Linked DNA regions of Sus scrofa: regions 1 and 2 are each linked to region 3. A link is a contact called in public HiChIP or PLAC-seq data. All regions are on one chromosome and are shown on one strand. The core of a region is the stretch at or near the end of the contact, and the rest is flanking DNA. Distances in the headings are between cores, read along the strand shown.

Evidence for each region. HiChIP or PLAC-seq counts read pairs in DNA pulled down with a chosen protein or histone mark.
Region 1: a contact with region 3 is called in an H3K27ac HiChIP or PLAC-seq map of alveolar macrophages. The contact joins two enhancer-like sites. A contact is called at or near these places in 1 of 47 Hi-C or Micro-C datasets (embryonic fibroblasts) and 2 of 2 datasets of contacts at active chromatin or transcription factors (alveolar macrophages and skeletal muscle).
Region 2: an H3K27ac HiChIP or PLAC-seq map of alveolar macrophages shows a contact between it and region 3. The contact joins two enhancer-like sites. A contact is called at or near these places in 1 of 5 promoter capture datasets (fetal liver), 11 of 47 Hi-C or Micro-C datasets (blood, embryonic fibroblasts, fibroblasts and 6 more) and 2 of 2 datasets of contacts at active chromatin or transcription factors (alveolar macrophages and skeletal muscle).

The regions. Positions count from the first base shown.
Region 1 is chr3:112,879,019-112,882,306 of Sscrofa11.1, reverse strand. The region is part of intron 1 of RAB10 (RAB10, member RAS oncogene family); the gene reads left to right. Among named protein-coding and RNA genes, the nearest start is that of RAB10, 44 kb to the left of the region's middle. Within about 2 kb of position 1,621, at least 1 of the 83 cell types and tissues checked has an H3K27ac peak or open chromatin away from gene starts, as enhancers often do. A contact at or near this core is called in alveolar macrophages, where this site is marked.
Region 2 is chr3:112,827,377-112,830,769 of Sscrofa11.1, reverse strand. No RefSeq gene overlaps it. Among named protein-coding and RNA genes, the nearest start is that of GAREM2, 11 kb to the right of the region's middle. Within about 2 kb of position 1,414, at least 1 of the 83 cell types and tissues checked has an H3K27ac peak or open chromatin away from gene starts, as enhancers often do. A contact at or near this core is called in alveolar macrophages, where this site is marked.
Region 3 is chr3:113,011,358-113,014,623 of Sscrofa11.1, reverse strand. It overlaps KIF3C (kinesin-like protein KIF3C), which reads right to left. Exons shown (of 11, transcript XM_021087735.1): 9 at 3,055-3,163; 10 at 2,709-2,881; 11 at 1-2,477. The coding sequence ends at 2,384. Among named protein-coding and RNA genes, the nearest start is that of ASXL2, 32 kb to the left of the region's middle. Within about 2 kb of position 1,298, at least 3 of the 83 cell types and tissues checked have an H3K27ac peak or open chromatin away from gene starts, as enhancers often do. A contact at or near this core is called in alveolar macrophages, where this site is marked.

The DNA.
Region 1 (3,288 bases), core at 372-2,871, 130 kb after region 3:
TGTAAACATATATTTTAGTTAATCTGATTTTTCACAGAGGTGAGGGAAACTATTTTATGTATATACTAGGATTAAACAAATAAGTAAATACATTTTAGGTAATGAGAGCCAGGTTTCTAATTGTTGAAGAAAGAGGTTACAGGTAAGGAAAAGAAGATTAGTTCAATTGGAATCAGAATTATTAGTATGAACTCCTGGTTTTATGTATTATATGTGCAGATGGTTATGGAAATAGAGATGTGTATATATGCTGGATCAGTATGCACAAATGTATTTTCTCACTCTGTCCTCTGGAAAGGCCTGGAAGAAACAGTGACACTTCAGTAGCAGTGAGCCTGCCTGGTGCCCAGATCTCGGACTTTACATACAATTTTTCAGTAAAGGGAACTGGGGCTCTTTAAAGAACGGCTTGATTCTAGAACTGGGGTATAGGAAATATGAGATGATCCTGGAGCATCTTTGGTGCCAGAAGACAAAGAAGTGCTCCCAAATGAATGGGATATGTCAAAAGGATGTATGAACTAACCTGAAAGAGCTTTTCTACTGCCCAGAGCTGGAATGAAATAATTATAGTATTGCATTATTACCAATAAATTAAAATAGCCATTAGTCCATATTGGTATGTATAAACAAACAAGCAGGGTAGGTAGTAGGTGAAAGGGACAAATTGTAAATGAAAAATTACAATTAGTAAGTGTGAAGCAATGACTGAAACACAAAATCACTATTAGTTAAATACTACAGTAATAATTGTCACAGGTTGTGATAGGAGGTAAAATCAGAGGATGAAGGTGTGGTGAGAAAGAGCTGCATAGTCCCAAAGTATTTTGTCCAAGAAATTTATTGATAGCAAAGGGAAAAACAATAAATTTACTGTGGAGGAGTTCCCGTCGTGGTGCAGAGGTTAACGAATCCGACTAGGAACCATGAGGTTGTGGATTCGATCCCTGGCCTTGCTTAGTGGGTTAAGGATCCAGCGTTGCCATGAGCTGTGGTAAAGGTTGCAGACACGGCTTGGATCCCATGTTGCTGTGGCTCTGGCATAGGCTGGCAGCCACAGCTCAGATTAGACCCCTAGCCTGGGAATCTCCATATGCTGTGGGAGCGGCCCTAGAAAAGACCAATAAATAAATAAATAAATAAAAATAATAAATTTACAGTGGAGAGAGAAACTCTCCAGACAACATCTTAAGTCATCAAGGTTAATACCATAGAAAGACATTCACATAATATACTCCTTGATAAAATGAACTGAGAAAGCAAAACAGTACCTTTGTGGTATTTTGTGGTATTCTTACCAAAAAATGCAAAACCTTACTCCAATTATGAGAAGACAGCAGATAAACCCAAATTGAGGGAGAATTCAATAAGATACCTGACTGATATGCTTTGAAAGTATCAAAGTCCTGAAAGACAAGAAAAGATGGAGGAACTCACAGATCAAACAAGAGTAACGACACATGACAGCTAAATACAAAGTGGGAACCTGAATTGGATACAACGTTCATGAAAAAATTGGTGGATTAGGTCTGTAGTTAAATCACTTGCATGGTACCAGTGTCTTCCTCCCACACACCCTGGTATGGAAGTTCTGTGGCTAGGGACTGAAACTGAATGGTGCCATAGCTGTGGCAATGCCAGATCTTTAACCCACTGTGCTGGGTTGGGGATCAAACCTTTGCAACAGTGGGAACTCCCTGGTGTCACTTTATTGTTTCTGATAAAAGTACTGTGGTGATGTTAGCGTTAATATTAGCAGAAGTTGGATGCATAGTATGCATGAACTCTGAGCTATTTTGCAACTTTTCTATAAAATAATTTCGAAGTAAAAAAAAGTTTCTTAAATCTACATTTCTCCCAAAGTGGGGCGGGGGGTGGGGTGGAGAAAGAAACAATGGAAGCTGGAAGACAATTGAATTACATATTAAAACTCTGAAAGGAAAAATGTGTTGTTAGAATTCAGTCCTAACAAAAAAGCAAAAATGAAGCCAAGGAGTTCCTGTGGTGGTTCAGCGGAAATGAACCTGATTAGCATCCATGAGGACACAAGTTCGGTCCATGGCCTAACTCAGTGGGTTAAGGTTCTAGCATTGCTGTGAGCTGTGGTGTAGGTTACAGATGTGGCTCAGATCTGGCATTGCTGTGGCTGTAGTGTAGGCCAGCAGCTACAGCTTCATTTTGACCCCTAGCCTGGGAACCTCCATGTGCCGTGGTGCAGCCCTAAAGAGGCCACACAAAAAAACAAACAAACAAACAAACAAAAAACCCAAAAACCAAAAGAAAGACATTTTCCAGACAAAAGCTGAGAGATTTTCTTACCTGAAGTCTTGTGCTATTGAAAATGTTAAAGTTTTTCAGGGCAAAGAAAGCATTCCACTAGGAAACTCACATCTACACAAAGAAATGAAGAGGATAAATGATAAATATTGGCACAAGAGCCAAGACATGGAAACAACCTAATATCCATCAACAGATGAATGGATTAAGATGTGGTGTATATACAGAACGGAATACTATTCAGCGATAAAAAGAACTCAAACATGTGGTTGCAAAAAGTTGAATTTAGCTTTGGTTTTGTCAATGATTTCTCGATTCCCAGGAACTTATTACTCCACCTCATAAATTTCAAAAATTAAAATCAGTGGACTTAAAAGCATACAGCAAAAGAAAAATATATAATTTAATTGGACTTTGTCAAAATTGAAAACTTTTATGCACCAAAGGAAATTAAGAAAGCAAAGAAAGCTTACAGAATGGAGGAAATATTTGCAAATTATGTATCTGATACAGATCTAGTATCCAGAAGCTGTAAAGAACTCTTATGGCTTAATAAGAAGACAACTTGATTTAAAAATTTGAGTTCCTGTTGTAGCTCAGTGGGTTAATGATAGGCATTGTCTGTGTGATGGCTTGAGTTCAATTCCTGGCCTGATGCAGTGGGACCAAAAAAGATAAAAGCTGTGGAGGCAAAGGACTTGAATAGATGTTTCTCCAGGTAAGATATCAAATGGCCGACAAGCACATGAACTGCTGTTCAGCACCATTAGTCATTAGGGAAATGCAAATCAAAACTACAATCTAGCGCCACTTCATATGCACCCCCTAGGATGACCTAAAAAAATGATTATTTCGGAGGTAGAAAAATTGAACCCTCATACGTTGCTACTGGAGATGTAGAATGGTGCAGCTGCTGTGTGTTGGAAATTAAGATAACTCTGGCTCGGGTCGTCAGTGTCGGAAAGTGAGACACGTGGACAAGGAGAAATCTGGACAGGGCTCTTTACTTCT
Region 2 (3,393 bases), core at 165-2,664, 180 kb after region 3:
TATTCTCTTCCATTGATCTATTTGTCTTATTGCTTGGATTGGAATTTCAGTGGAATTTTCGGACAATCTGTCTCAGCAGACAAAGGCGAAGCTGTCAGAGCCTGAGCTAGTTCGTTGACTTGATTTACCCAGAAGAGGCTGGACAATTTCTACAGTTCTGGCTCAGTATTTGCTGTCATTTGGACCCAGATGATACCAAGGCCATTTGAAATGTTTATTCAGACAAGTGTGCTTCTGAATGGTATGAAAGACAAGTAGCACAAAAATCTCACTTGTGAAAAATTATTTAAATAAAGTCCTTTTTTTTTTTTTTTGTCTTTGGTAGGCCGCACCCATGGCATATGGAGATTCCCAGGCTAGGGGGTCTAATAGGAGCTGTAGTTGCTAGCCCACGCCTCAGCCACAGCAACACCAGATCTGAGCCGCATCTTCAACCTACACCACAGCTCACGGCAACACCGGATCCTCAACCCACTGAGCAAAGCCAGGGATTGAAGCCGTAACCTCATGGTTCCCAGTCGGATTCGTTTCTGATGTGCCACAACAGGAACTCCTGGATAAAGTCATTTTTGATTGGTTTGTTTATTTGCTTGTTTTTTTGGCCACACCCACAGCCTGTGGAAGTTTCTGGGCAAGGGATCAAACCTGTGCCATAGCTGCAGCAGTGCTGGATCCTTCCTTTGTGCCACAAAGGAAGTTTACGAATAAATGCATTTTTAAAGGGTTCTGAAATTTATATCATGAAGATAAACCCCACCATTTAAAAGCAAAATATGAAAAGGATAGTGAAGCTTCAGTTTAAAAACATCTTTTAAAAAAATCTTAGGAGTTCCCGTTGCTGCTTGGCAGAAATGAAACTGACTAGTATCCATGAGGACGCAGTTTTAATCCCTGACTTTGCTCAGTGGGTTAAGGATCCGGCATTGCCATGAGCTGTGGTGTAGGTCACAGATGTGTCTCGGATCTGGCCTTGCTGTGGCTGTAGCGTAGGCCAGCAGCTACAGTTCCAATTTGACCTCTAGCCTGGGAACCTCCATATGTCTTGGGTGACCTAAAAAGACAAAAAACCAAAACCAAAACAAAACAAACTTAGTGACTATGAAGCTTAAGTAGAAGAAATTTTACAAATAAAAAATATGGAATAATGAAAATAATGAAATGATCACTTGTGATTTCTCTTAAGCTTAAAGTAGTATTTAGAGTCAAAATGTTTTGTTTTGGATAAACATGCACTGTTTACTCAAAAACAAAGCATATCCACTAAAAAAATATCCAATTTATTAGAGGCAGAGTTTGATTTACTGTGTTCAGCACTATTGACCAAAACTTAAAATTCTAGCTTCCTATTTCTGTTGCACATTGCAGGCAACTGCTCTAAGAATGATGTGACCACAGCCCTGCCGCCAACCATGTGAGCATTCAGCTGACAGATACCTGAGGACAAGTCACAATCCCAAGTCTGTGTAATACATAGCTGGAGTCACTCATTGGGTCAGCTTTAATACTATTTAAATTGTATACTCCAGGAGTTCCCTGGTGGCCTAGTAGTTAAGGATCTGGCATTGTCACTGCTGTGGCTCAGGTCACTGCCGTGACATGGGCCTGATCCCTGACCTGGGAGCTTCTATATGCCACCAGTGTGGCCATAAAATTAAAAAAAAAAAAAATCATGTAGTCTTGGAGTTTCCGTCATGGCTTAGTGGTTAATGAATCCGATTAGGAATCATGAGGTTTCGGGTTCGATCCCTGGCCTCGCTCAGTGGGTTAGGGATCCGGCGTTGCCATAAGCTGTGGTGTAGGTCGCAGACTTGGCTTGGAACTGACGTTGCTGTGGCTCTGGTGAAGGCCAGCGGCTACAGCTCTGATTAGACCCCCGGCCTGAGAACTTCCATATGCCTCGGTTGAGGCCCTAGAAAAGACCAAAAAAACAAAAAAACAAAAAAACAAAAAAAAACCATACAGTCTTTAATATTGCAGAAGACAATCTGAAGGAGAATTGAAAACACTTTGAACAAAATGTTGAAATGACATAAATCAAAGGGCCTTGGATATTTTGTGCAAGTAATAAGTGCCTAACATTGAACTAAAGAGGGAGTAAGAGAATTTCTTTTATCAAAGAAACAGATGGAATGAGGGCACAGAGTGGTCCTCTCCCTGGGTGCCTATGAGGCGGTGATGTGGCTTTGCCCCACCGTGGGGGACCTGCTCTCCCATGGACACTTATCTGGACCTCCTTTCTCCCAGAGCCCAGCAGGCCTTCACCCCAGAGGGGACAAGCTTTGCTGAGTAGTGAAATGCCTGCTTGATGAATATTCAACTATCAGAACGTTGAAGGTAGGCAGGGACCCAAATGCCACCAATCCCATTCCCTCGTTTATAAGTTTGACACTGGCTTCTAATTATCAAACAAGTGCCTCCTTGCCATGTCAAACTTTAGAAAATATTTAGAAAGCAGAGAGACAACATCATTCATTCATGACCCAAACACTTTGAAAATTACAGCATGTTTCCTTTAATTTTCCTTTTCTTGTAGTTCTTTCATTCATTCATGAAAGGTTATATTGTGACTTTTCCACATAACACTATCCTGTGAAAATTTCCCCAATAATTAAATTCTTTTGTAAGCATTGTTGACCTAAAATAATAAAACAGCTAGCTGTTTTTATCCGCAAAATGGGTTTGTTCAGGAACTGCGAAAGAACTGCAATTTGGGACATGCAATCTACAGGGAACCACATGCAAGTCTGGAGAGCAAAGGAGAGCAAACTTTTATAGCGGGGAAGGGATAATGGGGAAGGGCTGTTATAAACAAAGCCTCCATTGGACGAAGGTGGGAATTCAAAGTATAGTGCCTTTTCATTGGCTGAATTGTGACAGTTTCTTATTCGCTAGGCTGTTAACGGGCAGGGAGAAATGCTTCTTTTCTTTTCCGATGCCTAGTAGAGTAGTAACCTTCTCCCAGTTAGCAATGCAAAGGTACAGTCTCTTCCTGTTGGGTCTGTAATTGACAGTAGGGTGGGAGAGCTTCCCCTTCCGGCCTCCTGACTCCATCTCCCCCACCCCCCACTGCCCCTGCCTTTAGCTATACACTCAGAATTATTGGATCATGTGGTATTTCTATTTTGACTTTCTTTTTTTTAAATCCTTTTTTCTTCTTTTTTCTTTTTTTTTTTTTTCTTTTTACCACCACACCTGCAGCATATGCGAAGTTCCCAGGCTAGGGGTCAAATCAGAGCTACAGCTGCTGGTCTACACCACAGCCACAGCAACACAGGATATGAGCCGCAACTGCAACCTACGCTGCAGCTCATGGCAACGCCAGTTCCTTAACCCACTGAACGAGGCCAGGGATGGAACCCATGTCCTCATGGATACTTGTTGGGTTCGTTACCA
Region 3 (3,266 bases), core at 49-2,548:
ATACTCATTCCTTTATTTCGGACTGTGTTAATCTGAACAGGGCTGGGGCCTGCAGGCTGCTGGCAGCACTGAGCTGCAGGTGCATTTCAGCTCAACAGAGAGATCTCATCCTAAGCCAAGGAGACAGAGGGTAATATTTTATATATATATTTATATATTACATATGTCCCGTATAGTCATATGTATAGAGTGACGAGAAGGGGCCACGGCTTTGTTAATCATTGTCCTAAATGAAGACCACAGCAACAGACATGGAAATTTGGTCCAAATCAAGGCCCTCACTTTGTCAACCAAATGTGTGATACATCAAAAGGAAGAGAAGAGAGAGACAGAGGGACCGAGATCCAGCCACCCCGGTGGCCCTGTTCCCAGCATATCTCACACCAAGTGCAGAGTGTCCCCTGTGGAGGTAAACACACACAAACACGCACACACATACACACGTACACAAAACTGCAGGCAGGAGCTCCTCCTCTGAGCACACCTTGGGCCCAGCCCTGAGGCTGGGGTGGGGTGAAGTTGGGTATATTGTGCTATAAGACTATGAGGGTCAAGTGATCAGACAGTGCAGAGTCGATGCGTCCTGGTGATGAATGGGGGTAACGCGTGCGGCTTCATCCACCAACGAGAGGTCCGTGGGAGAGGCTGCTCAATGCCTCTCCCACTTGGGACCCTTCTACATACCACTCCTGTCCCAGCCACAACCGAACCTCTGATCTGAATCCTGGGTCTCAAATAATCTCTTGGGTTCTGATGAAAAAAGGTTATTTCCTTGAAGGACAGGAGCAAGTGGCAATTGAGTTGCCCAACCATGCGGTCCAGCAGTTGCAGAAGCAGTGACAGCATCATTGAATGAAACCAAACCAAACCATTGCTGGGTCCTTACACGGCAGAACCTGAACTGTGCAAAAGGGTTCATGTCCTGCTGGAAAGAGAATAACCAGGTAATCAGCCCCCACTGCCACCTCCCACACACCAAACTGCAGGCAGATCTGTCCGTTTCGTGCCTCTACCCCAAGAGCTAAACTCATCATGTTCTAGGACCTGGAGATGCCACTATTAGGGCGTTCTGAGAGCCTAACCCACTTGCTCTGATTCATGACTGCCTCTTCCCCTTCCACTGAAATATACCCTTAAAAGGCAAGTCAATGAAAATTAATCTCCCTCTCTTTTTTTTTGGTAGAACTTTACTTTAGAGACCCGGAGACATCCTGGGATGTCGCAAAGGACAGTGAGGAGTACTTCCCTAGGGACCACAATGCTGAAGGAAAGGTCAGTCTGGTGAACAGAGCAGTGCCCAACAGAAGGTGAATCAGAAACAGGGTAAAGGGCAGAGCTGGCAGGCTGCGCCTGGGTCTCCATATCCTGCGCTCATGAGAAGGAAAAGCAACAGACTGATACCTCTGTTTAGCCAGGGGAGAAGGACATGGATCCCTCCCATTACCACCGGGGATCCAGGCAGCTGCAGGGAAAAGGACGGAAGCAGGAAGGAGCAGCATGTCTAAGGTGGGGAGTTGGCCTGGTGGCTTTGTTGGCCACAGTTACTTCTTAAGGGGACAGAAACAAAGGGTCCTAGAGGAGGGACGTCTCCTGATGATTATCCACACTGTCTCCATTACTGTTCCATTTCCTGCAGGTCCTGAGGAGGCCGCAAGGGGTTGGCTCACAGTTCCCATCGACGGCTTGGGCAGGTGGACGAGAAGCAGGGTTGGGGAAGCCGCGAGTTCCCATCAAAGCTGACGCGCATAGGCTGTGTCGGCGAGGTCCCTCAAGTCCTTGAGAAGGAGGAGCCCGAGAAGCCGAAAGAGGTCACTTGAGGCCCAGAAAGTGGAGAGCAGGGCTCTCTCCGCCGGAAGCCCAAGCTCAACACTGTGGACGGACGTCGAATATCCTCAGAGGACACCTCGCATTTTTCTAGTCCCGGGAAGTGCTCAGGGGCTGCTCACGGTCAGTGCCGGAGGAGATGGGGGTGACCGAGGGAGCCAGGAGGAACAAGGACCCTCTTCTCAGGCCCCGGTCCCTTCCCTCCTGGGGGCAACTGACGGGGAGGAGCTGGCGGTGTGACTGGGGCGGGGGTCTACGGTCGGGAGGAAAGGAGGCTGCAGTGACCAGGGCAGGCCCGGGCGAGGGCGCCTCTCCTGCGGGAACCGAGCTCCACGAATAAATAACATGAATTAAATAAAGGAGGCTAAGAGCTGGCAGAGGCACGGCCTGCCGGATGCTCACCCCCTCACACATATGCGCGCACGCGCACACACACACACACACACACACACACAGGCACGCACACGCACATACACGCACACCGAGCGGCAGGCGAGATGATCCAGGGCTGGCGGCCCGCCCCTGGCGTCTGCGGGACGGGCGGCCTGACGGAAGGCTGTCACTCATGGTCTAGCACTGTCGTGGGGCGCAGAGCAGCGGGGGCCAGCGAGGCAGGTGTGGTGGAGGGCGCAGGCCGCTGAGGACTCTGGCACCTGTGGGTGGGGATGAAGCGGGGGGGGGGGTCAGGGGTGTGCAGGAAGTAGCAAAGGGAGCAGCCTACAGTATCTTGTCCCTATGGGAACTCGGCCCGGGTTATCACCCTCCCTCAGGCCCTTTGGGTACAGCCAACCCCCATCCCCCCACCCCCGCCACCAGCCTCAGCAGCCCCTGTGGCTTCCGCCCCCTCTCCGGCCCCTGTCCACGCTGACCGGGATGGTACTGACCAGGATCTGGACTTTCGGACTTTGGACGTGGAAGGTCTTTCCAGAAAGCTGTCCAACCGCATGAGCCGCTCCATGTGGAGCGCACGGGGGTCTTGGTCTTGGTCATGAGAGAATTCCATCTCAAAGACCGCTGGAGGGGACACATCCAATTCCAGAAACATGATGTTTTCAGCCTGTGGGGGGAACATCAGGCCAGACTTGAGCAGAGGCCCCATGACTCTATCTTCAGGCACTTGGTAAGCAGCGGGAGAAGCAAGGGTGATGAGGCAGGCGGAGGAGGCCGAGGCTCGAGCCTTATCTCCCCGGATGCCCTCTCCCCTCCCCCTTCTCCAGCCCATCGTCTTACCCTGTACCTGGGGTGGGACCCCATTGCCATGGCAACCCTGGCGTACTGGCTGATAGGCCTCTTGTAGCCCACTGCTGACGTTGGCCGCTTCTTCATTTGGCTGTTATTGCTGTAGGGAAGAGGCCACATTAAAATGGACTTCCGCCGAACACAAAGGGAAATGATATGATGCATTAAGTATCATTCGGGTAGTCAGGAGGCCTTGCAGGATG